Regions from separate parts of the Danio rerio genome. Here region 2 is linked to region 1. A link is a contact called in public Micro-C data. All regions are on one chromosome and are shown on one strand. The core of a region is the stretch at or near the end of the contact, and the rest is flanking DNA. Distances in the headings are between cores, read along the strand shown. Region 1 holds the start of chst2a (carbohydrate (N-acetylglucosamine-6-O) sulfotransferase 2a). Region 2 holds the start of dipk2aa (divergent protein kinase domain 2Aa).

Region 1 (5,891 bases), core at 981-3,480:
AAAAAAGTAAGTACGTTTCGAGAATACTGAAAGCAGTGAATGCCAAATGTAAACACTTTGATTAAATAAATATATTGGCATAGCTTTAATGAGCAATAACACTTCGTACACAAAAGTACTTTCTTTTTTTTTCCTTTTCTCTCTTATTTGGTCAAACATGTGGTGATGCACAGATGACATTCTGGTCCCGAACATACAGTACGTGGCTGTGCACGGTATGATGCAAACAGATACATTCCACTGAGCCATTAAGCATAACATAAATAACAGTTTGTACAGGACGAGTATCAGGCTGTGATCAAATGCAAAAAAAAAATAAAATACATCAAACGTCTTTGGCAGTGATTTATATTTTGGGCACTGTCAATAATGGCCTGCTCAAATCCTTGGCCTCGCCGGCCGTGCGAACTCGTAGATATCCCAGCAGAGACATGGAATGCTGACAGTATTCTTCCACCTGTCTGATCTGTTGATAGTTGAGCACAGTTCTCCAGGCGTTAGCCGCCTGCGTGGCGTTCCTGGAGGACACGATGAATGGTTTGGTGGAGGCACTGGGTCCTGTTGTCATGTTCATGGCAAAGATCTCAATGTCGTGATTGGCTGAAAGATTCACAAATCGATAAACATTCCTAACAGATCTGACTGGGTTCTCCACCAGGTCCTCGTAGCGCACCGTCATGTATTTGCCTTTGAACCAGCTGGGCGGGTGAAGAGCAGTTTTCAGCGTTTTGGACATTTGTTCGCAGATCACCTCCATGGCTCCGATGGAGTGGTAATCTGAACCGTCTTTTTTGTTCATCTTGTGGTTGGGGTCCACGAATGGCACGCGACGAAGCTTGGGGTCTCTGCTGCGCACCACTTGCAGATTCTCCCGAATGAGTCCATGTCTTGATTTAATCCTGGAGTTAGCCACCGCCCGTGGATCTCGGACCAAGTGGACGACTTTCAGATTGAGCGAGGGGTCCTCCATCAGAGGCGCTAGAATGTTGACGTCCAGAATGCGCACTCCCTTTATCACGATGGTGTTGTATTTTAAGCACTCCTCCTCTAACATCTGAAGACTCTGCGGAGGACACTTTCTGCAGATCTTCTCATCCACCATTCCCACCACATCCTTCCTGTAGGATGAGCAGAATGGGTAGGAGCAGATGACTTTATTGATGGCGGCCCCGAAAAGTCCCAAAGAGGTTATGTTCTTCCCTCCAGGGCTGTTGTACAGCTGAAAAACTGAGAAGTCACACCTGTAAAGGGAGCTTAGCATGTCCCGGGCTGCTCCTTGTAGGGAGACAGCGTCCCCCGGGTATAGCTTTTGCCAAATGTGCCACATAGGCTCATACAAGAAAAACACATCAGGGTTTTGGTTGAAGAGCTCCCCGAAAAAGGATGAGCCAGACCTCCAAGTGGTCAACACATACACCAGCTGCCTTTTCTTGACCTGCGGGGCTTTATAAAGATAGCGGATGTCTGATCTGCTTTGGAAGTTCACTCCCTGCATTGGCTGACTGCACTGCTGAGGCTCTTTGGTCCATTTGTAGTTAGCCAGGTTCAGCATGGTCAAAGCCACCAGCAGAAAATAGGCCAGAAACATGATGATCTTCTTCCGCCGTAGCACTTTCATCACAATCCCTGGGTTGGCTATTATTTTGGTGTGGCTCCTCGCGCAAGGCTTGTGTTTCCTTCCAAAGCCAGCATTCTTCTCCCATGGTGGTGTGAATTTTAGAGGGTAGGGTTTGTTTTTCATTTATGACACAGGCGAATCGGGGATGTCCTAAACACAGCTGCGGAGAATCACACGCGCCGACGATGGCATAGAGAGAAGCGTGACATCTGCCCCAAGCCCATGCAATCGATTATCGATTAGGTGGTGCGTGGGAGAGGAGGGAATGCCCGACGCTCCAAAACACTAGACGAAATGAAAACAAACCGCACCGCAATGCGCAGGGTTTCATTCGGATGCGAGGCAGCGGATGCCGTTCGTAATATTTAACGGGTTTGCAATGCAAAGTCAAGCTTATTTCGTTTGCTTACCGATGAAACGCGGCGGGGGGATTCATCCCGTTATCACAGCTCGTCCGGGCCACGAGCTGGGCTAAAATGGCGATATAGATGCGTGCGCGACCATTTGAGTGCCAGCACGTAATCACGTAGTTCATTTTAAATGCGAAAGAACCAAAAGAAAAGGCATCTCCCCTCGGAGTGGTACCTCTGTTGTCCGGGCGTACGCTATAACTAATTGGTACTGCACGAAGTCAATGGCAGCAAAGGGAGCAAAAGATCCGCCTCCTGTAAGCGCTGATTGGTGGAAGGACGAGCGTCTTGGCGCTTTCTTTTGACGCTATTGGGTCTTCCTAACGCCAGTCAAAGCTTTCCGCTCACATAGACTGCTACATAGCAACATGATGCACTATAAATCATAAAGAAGTGTGATATTTGTCCATTAAAGCGCACGGGTTTTGTCTGAAAAATTAAGGGGAATGAATTTGAATATACAAATCTTTACATATTTAAAGACATATTTATTTATAGACACTATTTAGATGAGCAAGATTTAAAGGGAAGTGTTATACTTATTACATTAATATTGCACTTTATATATTAATATATTAACCATATGAGTACTGTCTATATGATATAATACTGTATATATGGTATACTAGTGTCTATAATGTGGTTTGTGTCTGTGTGTGTTATTTATTTATATTTTTTTACTAATTAACCTTTGCTCGTGAGGATTCCCTTCGTTTTAAAGGTTGCAAACCCTGTATTAAACAACGATTAATTGTGATTAAATCAGTGTAAGCAGAAATTTGTTACGTAATTTGAGAACAATGACATAGTGATAGTTAATTCAATACAAATAACCAAACAATGCCCGTTCTGCTAACTGCTAGTTAGCGGCTAGCGCCACCTGCTGCTGGTTTTCCACTATCTGTTTTAGTTCTCTCTGCCTATTATTTTACATTAAACCATTAATGAACAATAACAAGACGTTGGTACATAAAAAACAAGGAAAAATTCTGCTGTCTCACGTTGTGTTTGTGAAAGTAGATTTGGATAATACATTAGGCAGTTGCAGCAGCGCATTAGGCTGGAGTTCTGCCACATTGCTTTAGGCAACTTAGAATTTGTATTGTGTGGGATTGTGGGAATGTTTGTTCAAGACTGAACACTATTTGGGCAATACAGACTTGTTTCTCTTACTTTGTTTCTAGTTTATTCTTTAGAAGGCCGTGATGCTGTGCTCACCACTAGTTTATTCGCCTTGATCAGTGTGTGATCTTCATGCAGTTTGTAGCAACTGTTTATCCGTGGATTGTTGTCTGCTCTTTCAGTTATCCAGAAGAAAGCCATGGCGCTCATCACCAGAGGACTCCACAGGATATTCTTGTGGACCAAAAGACAAAATAGTACAATTACAGGTGAGATAAATGTTGTTCTTCATAGTTTTATTGTAAACTAATGCTATTTTCCTCTTCAATGTGGCATCAACTAAACTTAATTTGGCTAAATTCTATTTTCAAATGCTTTCTATATGTGTATCACAGGTTATTAGTTATACTGTAATCTGATATTATGCTGCTAATGGCATTTAAAAAAAGTGTGTTATGCTGCCTTATTTATTTATTTATTTATTTACCATTAACTAATTCATCATTTTAATATATTATAATGATGTTTGTGCTCAACAAAATACTAATACTAAAAATAAAAACATTTCTACTAACTTGCTCTTTACTTAAATTAACAAGAAGTTGAGCTAGTTAACTCTGTTTCCACAAATGTTTTGTGTATTTGTGTAACTTATTGCAGTTCAGCCGCAGAAGTATAAAGCAATAGCAATTAGCATCCTAAAATTTATTGGTATATATTTTTTTGTCCTGTAATTATACCATTACTTTCTGTTTGTTCTTAATGGAACACTCCATTTTGGGGGGTAAATAGGTTCATTTTACAACTCCCTTGGAGTTTTGCTATTGCCAAGATCACTTTTAGCTTAGCTTAGCAATTGGAATAGATCATTAGCATCTTACAAAAAAAGGAAAAAAAACATATATATATATATATATATATATATATATATATATATATATATATATATATATATATATATATATATATATGAATAAGTTTCCTCTTTAAAGCTTGATTGTTCTGCAGTTACATTACTAAGAAGACTATCTAAAAGATGAAAGTTTCTTTTTGTCTAGGCCGATTTAGCTAGGAACCGACGGAAAAAATGAAAGTTGCTATTTTTGGTTCGGAACTACACTCTCATTCTGGCACAACAATCAAGGAATTTGAATAGCAACTTTTACTTTATCTTACACAGTACATGATGTAACTACAGAAGAGTCTAGCTTTAAATAACCTTTTAACTACCCCACCAAGAACAACTTAACTCCTATTGTTGCTAGATAACACACTTTTGGCACATTCTTTTCAACACATCATTTCTAAAAAATCAGCCTCTACCAAATGGTTGATATGTCAGTTTAAGGTTTAATGCATATACTATGAAAAATCTGAAAATATGAAGTGTAAGACCAATTTATTTCTAAAAATATTCAAAATAAAACATTTCTGAATACCTAATCACCTTTTTGAAGTGTGCCATAAATATTTCAGATTCTCAGTTAACATGTTTTCTTGTTTTTTCTTAACAATAAAACCAAAATCAATTGTAGTAGTGCAGATGTTTATTTTATTATTATTATTTTTAAACCAACAATGCATTATTCAAAACAGTCATTCTTTAAATGACTTTAACAGTCATTATATAAAACAGTAAAAACATGGTCAACCATTTGGGAAAGCGGCAGTGAAAGGGATAAGAAAATTTGCTTTCCCTTAATCCTAAAACAGCTGTGCTAAACACAAATGGAAAATAATACAATTAAACTAGTTTTGTTTAAGCCGGTTGTTTACGCACTACTCATTTTTTCATGTTTGTTGAATAATGACACCAACAGAGACTTTATCGATATGCAGTAACCAGACAGTGCATTCATATGCACATGCAGTTGAAGTCAAAATGATTTGCCCTCCTGTTATTTATTTATTTTTCTTCTTTTTCAAATATTTTCCAAATGATGTTTAACAGAGCAAGGAATTGTTCATAGTAATTCTCATAATCCTTTTTCTTCTGGAGAAAGTCTTATTTGTTTTATTTCAGCTAGAATAAAAGCAGTTTTAAATTTTTCTTTAAAGCCTTTTAAGGTCAATATTATTAGCCCCCTAAAGCAATATATATATATATATTTCGATTGTTTACAGAACAAACCATCATTATACAATGATTTGCCTAATTACCCTTACCTGCCCAATTAACCTAGTTAAGCCTTTAAATGTCACTTTAAGCTGAATACTAGTATCTTAAAATATTTATTTAAATATTATTTACTGTCATCATGGCAAAAATAAAAAAAAAAAAATCAGTGATTAGAGATGAGTTATTAAAACTATAATGTTAAGAAAATCTTCTCTCTGTTAAACAGAAAATGAGGAAAAATATACAAGGGGGCTAATTATACAGAAGGGTTAATTATTCTGAATTTAACTGTACATCACCTTAAGTAAACTTATTTAAAAAAAAAAAGGAAATGATCTTTGGCATGTTTAATCTACATCCTGTTGCAAGGATGTAAGAAATGTGGAAACTGATCCTCTTTTCAGAGCGATCAATAATGCAGGTGGACACCCCAAGGCTGATGAGTCTCTTAAAGGAGTCAGTGCTGTATTGGGTATCAGTGAAACATTCTTAGGCTTTGAAACGGACGCTTTCCAGCCAGTTGGTTCATTTGAGATATTTTACTAAGAAGGCTTTTTTAACATTAGGAGAGCAGAATCAGCATTTTTTTTTTTTTATTATGGACAGCTCATAGATATTTTAG
Region 2 (6,060 bases), core at 2,437-4,936, 150 kb before region 1:
AAACGGTTATCATCCCATGCCTTTTCTGGATACATCTGCATGTACAATTCTGGCACAGGCCTTAAAGAAGCATGCAAATGCTATAAATTCTAATACAAACTCAACATTGCATATCTTGCAATGTGGCCATTGGATGCTGCTGACACCATATATTGTACAGCCTTAAAACTTGCTATAACTTAAAAAGTGTACACTCAAAATAATGACTTTTCCTGTTGTGTTCAAACTATTTATTTAAATGAGTTGAAACAACACAATGCTTACATTTTTGGGGGGGATAACTTAATATTTTTATGCTCAATCTACATACATTTGTAAAAAAAAAATTAACTAAATCGATTAGTGTGGGAACAACAACACATGTTTTTGATGTAGTTAAAACCTGGTTAACTTATTTAAACAAGTTAAAGCAACATAAAATTATTTGTCTCAACTTTTTGTCATTAAATAATTTACCGTGTAGGAACTCAAATCTAAATGTTTTCATGATTGTTTAGTCAAATAACAGCACGAAAACTGACGAAAGACTGAATGTATGCATGCTAATGGTTTTTCATGGGGGTTCTATTGCGGCTTATGTGAGTAAAGCTGTACTCATTTTCTGCCTCTCCCTCAGCACTTTACGAGCGGGGGAAAAAGTCCAATAAAAACCACACCTCATCATGGAGAGAGAGAGAGAGAGCTCAGATAACTACACAGCCTTCACGCCGGACATGTTTTCCATACAGAAAAAGACACCAAGCTCTCGCAGCTTACAACTTCTCAGACTCTCTTCGTATTGAGCGCAAAACTTCTTCAGAGGAGATGAGGAAGGGTAAACAAACCTGGAAAATGTCTGGCAGATGGTGACGGCTTTCAAGATGATTCATCAACATTAGATTCAAAAGAACAAACCTGGGCTCCAAAAACTGCAAAACGAATCCAGAGTCTAGTTAACATGTTCAACATTTACCCTCACAAATGAATTGGAACAATGAGAACGTTTGAGAATGCCAATGAGCCCTTTCACACAATGCAAACCTTCCTCATCTCTCTCTCTCTACAAATTCTGACAAATTTCCAATTGCAGAACTCACACGAAAGAAGCCAGGAAGCCAAACTATTTACTAAAACATCTCCAAAGGATCTCCATAGTTTCACACAACTGCTCAAAAAAGTCAACACTGACTAATTAAAAATCTAAAAGTGGCCCGGGATAACCTCGAAATGAATTGAAAACATAATCTGTAAGTGTGACTGGCCTCAAACGAACAGCCTTCTTACTTCTCTATAAAGGCTTAAACTATTTGTGCTGAGTTGTTCACTGTGTTGCATGCGGTTTTAAGTTGCACCTCTCAGTGGTATTGAAAGTGAAAAACCACAGCAGTCACAGTTATTGACTGCAAGCGTCAATAATGTTTGATCACACAACGTGGCTGAGCTCTTGTGCTGCGAGAGTACAACAGTCCAAACCAAACAAATTAAAAAAAGATAGAAATCATCTTTGCTCTGCATGTAAGAAAGCCACACAGAACATGAACCATGCGGAAATGTTAGGGGGGCAGAAGTCAGCTCTGCACTTTACACTTGCGTGTGATTGATGGCTGTGCTGGGTGAAAGCAAGTGGGTGACCTACATGAACTACCCTTAAAGGGATAGGTCACCCAGAAATTACATTTACAAAGGCTCATGTCTTTCCAATCTCGCTTGCCATACAATTTCTGTCAAGACATTTTGACAAATAGTAATACTTCTCACCTTCATGAAGTGAAAATGGATGGGGTTCAGAGACTACATGTCAAAAAGGGAAAAACAACACATGAAAATCATCATGATGGCAGCCCATTCGAGTTATGCGCTGTGTTCCTAGCCTTGCCATATTAGATAGATAGATAGATAGATAGATAGATAGATAGATAGATAGATAGATAGATAGATAGATAGATAGATAGATAGATAGATAGATAAATAGATAGATAGATAGATAGATAGATAGACTAAAACACTTCTTTCTGTATTCCTCAGAGGAAAAAGTTGAACAGATTTTAAATGAACGTACACGCATCCTCTTCCATTTTGTTGTAACGAATAAAATCCTTCAAACGATGTATTACTTTTTCATTCATCTTATTTTCAGTTCGCAAACAACTCTGCGAAACTTTTTGGTTTGAGTTTTCTAAGTCAAAAAGTTCCATTTTTCCCCACACAAGTATCTTTTGCTTGTTGAGTACTTTAAATGTTATTGAGGTAAAGTTGGTTTTACATTCGTACATTTGTTCATATTAACGGTCTCTACATTGCTTACCATTTGCTAATAACATTTTTCAGAAATTATAACATTAATATTAAGGAGAATGTCAGAATGTGTGAATATAAAATCAGCTTTACCTCATTCAGTAACTGCTGAAATACTATCACTGCTACTGCAAAGTTACGGTAACATTATATGAAAATCCTTCAGACTAGCTTTTTAAAGGTTTCTAGTTTACTTCTGACCCTTCACTTTAAGTTATAACAATACAAAATGTAGAAATAATTTGTTGTAGTAATAATAATAAAACCTTACACTAAATTTGTATTAATAATAATAAAAAATAAGGCAAAGTTCGCTTTATTTGCACATTCGTTGAGTGATAACTTGTAACATGCTCCTTAACGTATATATTTTTACCACGGTAACTTTGAATATTCGGTCTGAAATCGGATTTAAGTAACTTCAAAACAACATTAACACTATTTAATTCAGTGAACAATGCTGTACTTTGACTGTCATTGGCTGCTAATATGAATTCACTATTTTGAGTTTGTAAATAATATTTTCTGACATGATTTTTATTAAGAAGAAAGTCCGAATGTGGGAACATAAAACCAACTTTACATCAAAGTAAATGTTTATACTTTGTAAACATTGCCATGATAGTCAATGTAGACGCCTGTAGAACGTAAACAAAAACAACCTAAACTTTAAGTTTATTTTTTGATCACATACAACATTAATTATATCCACAAAAAAAGTAATGTTATAATGTTTTGTGCTTTAAACTCAAAGTTATCACCAGATGACCGCTCAAACTCTGACCGATGATCAACTCGCCACGTCAATCAGCGACGCGCATGCTTCAATTGTGTGAACTATATAGCTAAAGACACAGGACTAGCAGAATAGCAGGTTAAACATACATAAAGACAGTTTTGAAATTTCTGAAAGATTAAACAGCACAGACAGTAACTTCGACTGACTTTGTTAGCGCAGTTGCGGTATTAATGTAAGGCAGAATGACAAACGTGCGTGTCACATTAACACGAAGCGACGTGTGTTTATTGTTTATCAGCACCGCTGTATATCAACAGGAACAATACGTCATAGATAAATGCTAATAATAATCCTAATAATAATAATTAACATGACTGAGCAGATACAAAATTGCAAAATGGAAAAGTTTTGCTTACCAGCGTACAAAACCTAACCAAAGTTACTCAATCCAGAAGTTTATAGAAGTTCAATCAAATGAGAAAACACATGAAATGTGAATATGAGTACATGAAATGACTGCATGCAAAATTCCACAACCTACCAAATAAAAAAAACGAGTGAACCAAGTGGGTTATTCCGCTCGTTCGATGAAGCTTTGGTTGTCTATTTATGAACTCCTGTCTTTTATTACGAGCCGCGCGCGTCGGTGCTTCCTCTCGCGTTGTCCGTGCACACTCCTATTCCCGTTTCTTAATTCCTTTAAAATTCGCAAGTGTTTTCTTCTCAATTTCGAGACAAGTTCAGTCTGCGAGCCTTGAAACAGCTGCACAAAAGACCCGACTTCGCGGATCGGGTTTCGTATTTACGACCCTTCTGGTCAGTTTACGTTACTGGTTACTAGGTGATCGTGTTGTAACTCCACCCCCGATCCCTAGAGCGTCTCTGCTCGTGTCCTCGTGAAGTACGTGCATCCTAAAGGTCTAGTAGCCAACAGGATAAAAGCTGAAGAAGGCATATAATGAGAGTGCAGCTGCTGCTTTTGACCACTCTTTATAGGTGAATGAAAAAACCAGTGAGTATCCATTCAGCTGAACTCACGTATTCTCACTTTCATACAGTTTAGGTTGAAGTTACACGAGCTTGCTCTCCTGTTAGTCTGACGCTTTTCCCATTCAGTTATTTTAAGTTCCTGTGAGGGACTGGTGCATTTACTAACGTGTCCACACGAAGAAATCAAACAAGTTACATAATTTACTAATATTCCATCATATTTTTGCATTATTTTCACCATTTATGTGTTGACTCTTGGTAAATATATAAAAAATATGGCTAGAATAATTTATATAATGTATAAAAATGTGGTTTTAGGTAACCTCATGTGAGACTTAATTAAAGTGTAATGCTGACGGAGGAAAATCGTCTTAAATAGCATTTTTGTCGTCTTTGGAAATGATGAAATGAAAATCTAAACCCACGAATCGCTTCTCGTCACAAAATAATAATAATAATACTCTGGCGACATCTAGTGGTACGACTTCATTTTACCAATAAGTTGATGTACATGGAGTCTCTAAAACGAAATGATCATTTAAATGGATTAAAATAAATGATAATTTTGTGTGGAATCTTTTTACAGAACTAGATTTTTCCTATTTATTTTATGTATGTATGTATGTATGTATGTATGTATGTATGTATGTATGTATGTATGTATGTATGTATGTATAGGATGATGATAATTATTATTATTATTATTATTTATAAGTACTTATGACATCTTTTGCCAGACTCAAATCTTTCTAAATAATAATAATAATAATAAGATTAATAATAATAATAATAATCATCATCATCATTAATGTTATGTATAACTGACACCAGTTGCAAGACTCAGATTTTTCTAATTAATAATAATATCAATAATATTAAAATAACAACAACAACAACAACAGTAATAATAGGTGACGCGGTGGCGGAGTAGCCTCGGCTGGGTCAGTTGGCGTTTCTGTGTGGAGTTTGCATGTTCTCCCTGCGTTCGTGTGGGTTTCCCCTGGGTGCTCCGGTTTCCCCCACAGTCCAAAGACACGTGGTACATTCACGTGGATTCTGTGTGGACATGTGGATTATTCATTCATTCATTTTCTTGTCGGCTTAGTCCCTTTATTAATCTGGGGTCGCCACAGCGGAATGAACCGCCAACTTATCCAGCAAGTTTTTACGCAGCGGATGCCCTTCCAGCCGCACCCATCTCTGGGAAAGACCCAAAATTAATAAAGGACTAGATTGTAAAAAAAAAATAAATAAATAAAAATGAATGAATGAATGAATGAACAAATGCACAACAACAACAACACAATAATAATAATAATAATAATAATAATAATAATAATAATTGATGTTATGTGTTACCGTGACACCAGTTGCAAGACTCAGATCTTTCTAAATAATAATAACTATAATATTAAAATGATAATAATAATAATAATAATAATAATAATAATAATAATAATAATAACAACAACAACAATCGTCACAATAATATTGAAATAATAATAATGATAATAATAATTCTAATTATTATCATTATTATATTTGTTGTTGTTATTATTGTTTTAGTATTATTCTTATTATAAGTATAACTGAGACACCAATTGCAAGACTCAGATCTTTCTAAATAATAAAAATAATAATAAAATGATAATAATAATAATAATAATAATAATAAATAGTAATAATAAAAATAATAATAACTATAATTATAATAATAATAATAATAATAATAATAATAATTATTATTATTATTATTATGTATAACTGAGACACCAGTTGCAAGACTCAGATCTTCATTTAATTTTATTTTCTTTGTCTTAGTCTTTAGACTTTATTAATCTCGGGTCGCCACATTGGAATGAACCGCCTACTCATCATCTTTCTAAATAATAATAATAACAATGATTTTAAAATAATAATAACACAGTAATAATAATATTAATTATTATTATTACTATGTTATTATTATTTTTATATCATTGTTTAATAATCATTGTTAAATAATATTATCACATTATTATTATTATTTTTATTATTATTATTATTATTATTATTAT

What was found. Hi-C and Micro-C count contacts between places; a contact is called where the count stands out from the background.
Region 2: a contact with region 1 is called in a Micro-C map of caudal fin, with 5 times the contacts expected there. The contact joins the promoter of dipk2aa here to the promoter of chst2a in region 1. A contact is called at or near these places in 2 of 18 Hi-C or Micro-C datasets (caudal fin and embryo) and 2 of 4 datasets of contacts at active chromatin or transcription factors (embryo and gastrula embryo).

What each region holds. Positions count from the first base shown.
Region 1 is chr2:8,449,471-8,455,361 of GRCz12tu, reverse strand. chst2a (carbohydrate (N-acetylglucosamine-6-O) sulfotransferase 2a) reads right to left here and starts at 2,230. Exons shown (of 1, transcript NM_001079995.2): 1 at 71-2,230. The coding sequence starts at 1,741. The coding sequence ends at 347. It also overlaps a transcript of pls1 not described here.
Region 2 is chr2:8,600,180-8,606,239 of GRCz12tu, reverse strand. dipk2aa (divergent protein kinase domain 2Aa) reads right to left here and starts at 3,686. Exons shown (of 4, transcript NM_001007436.1): 1 at 3,555-3,686.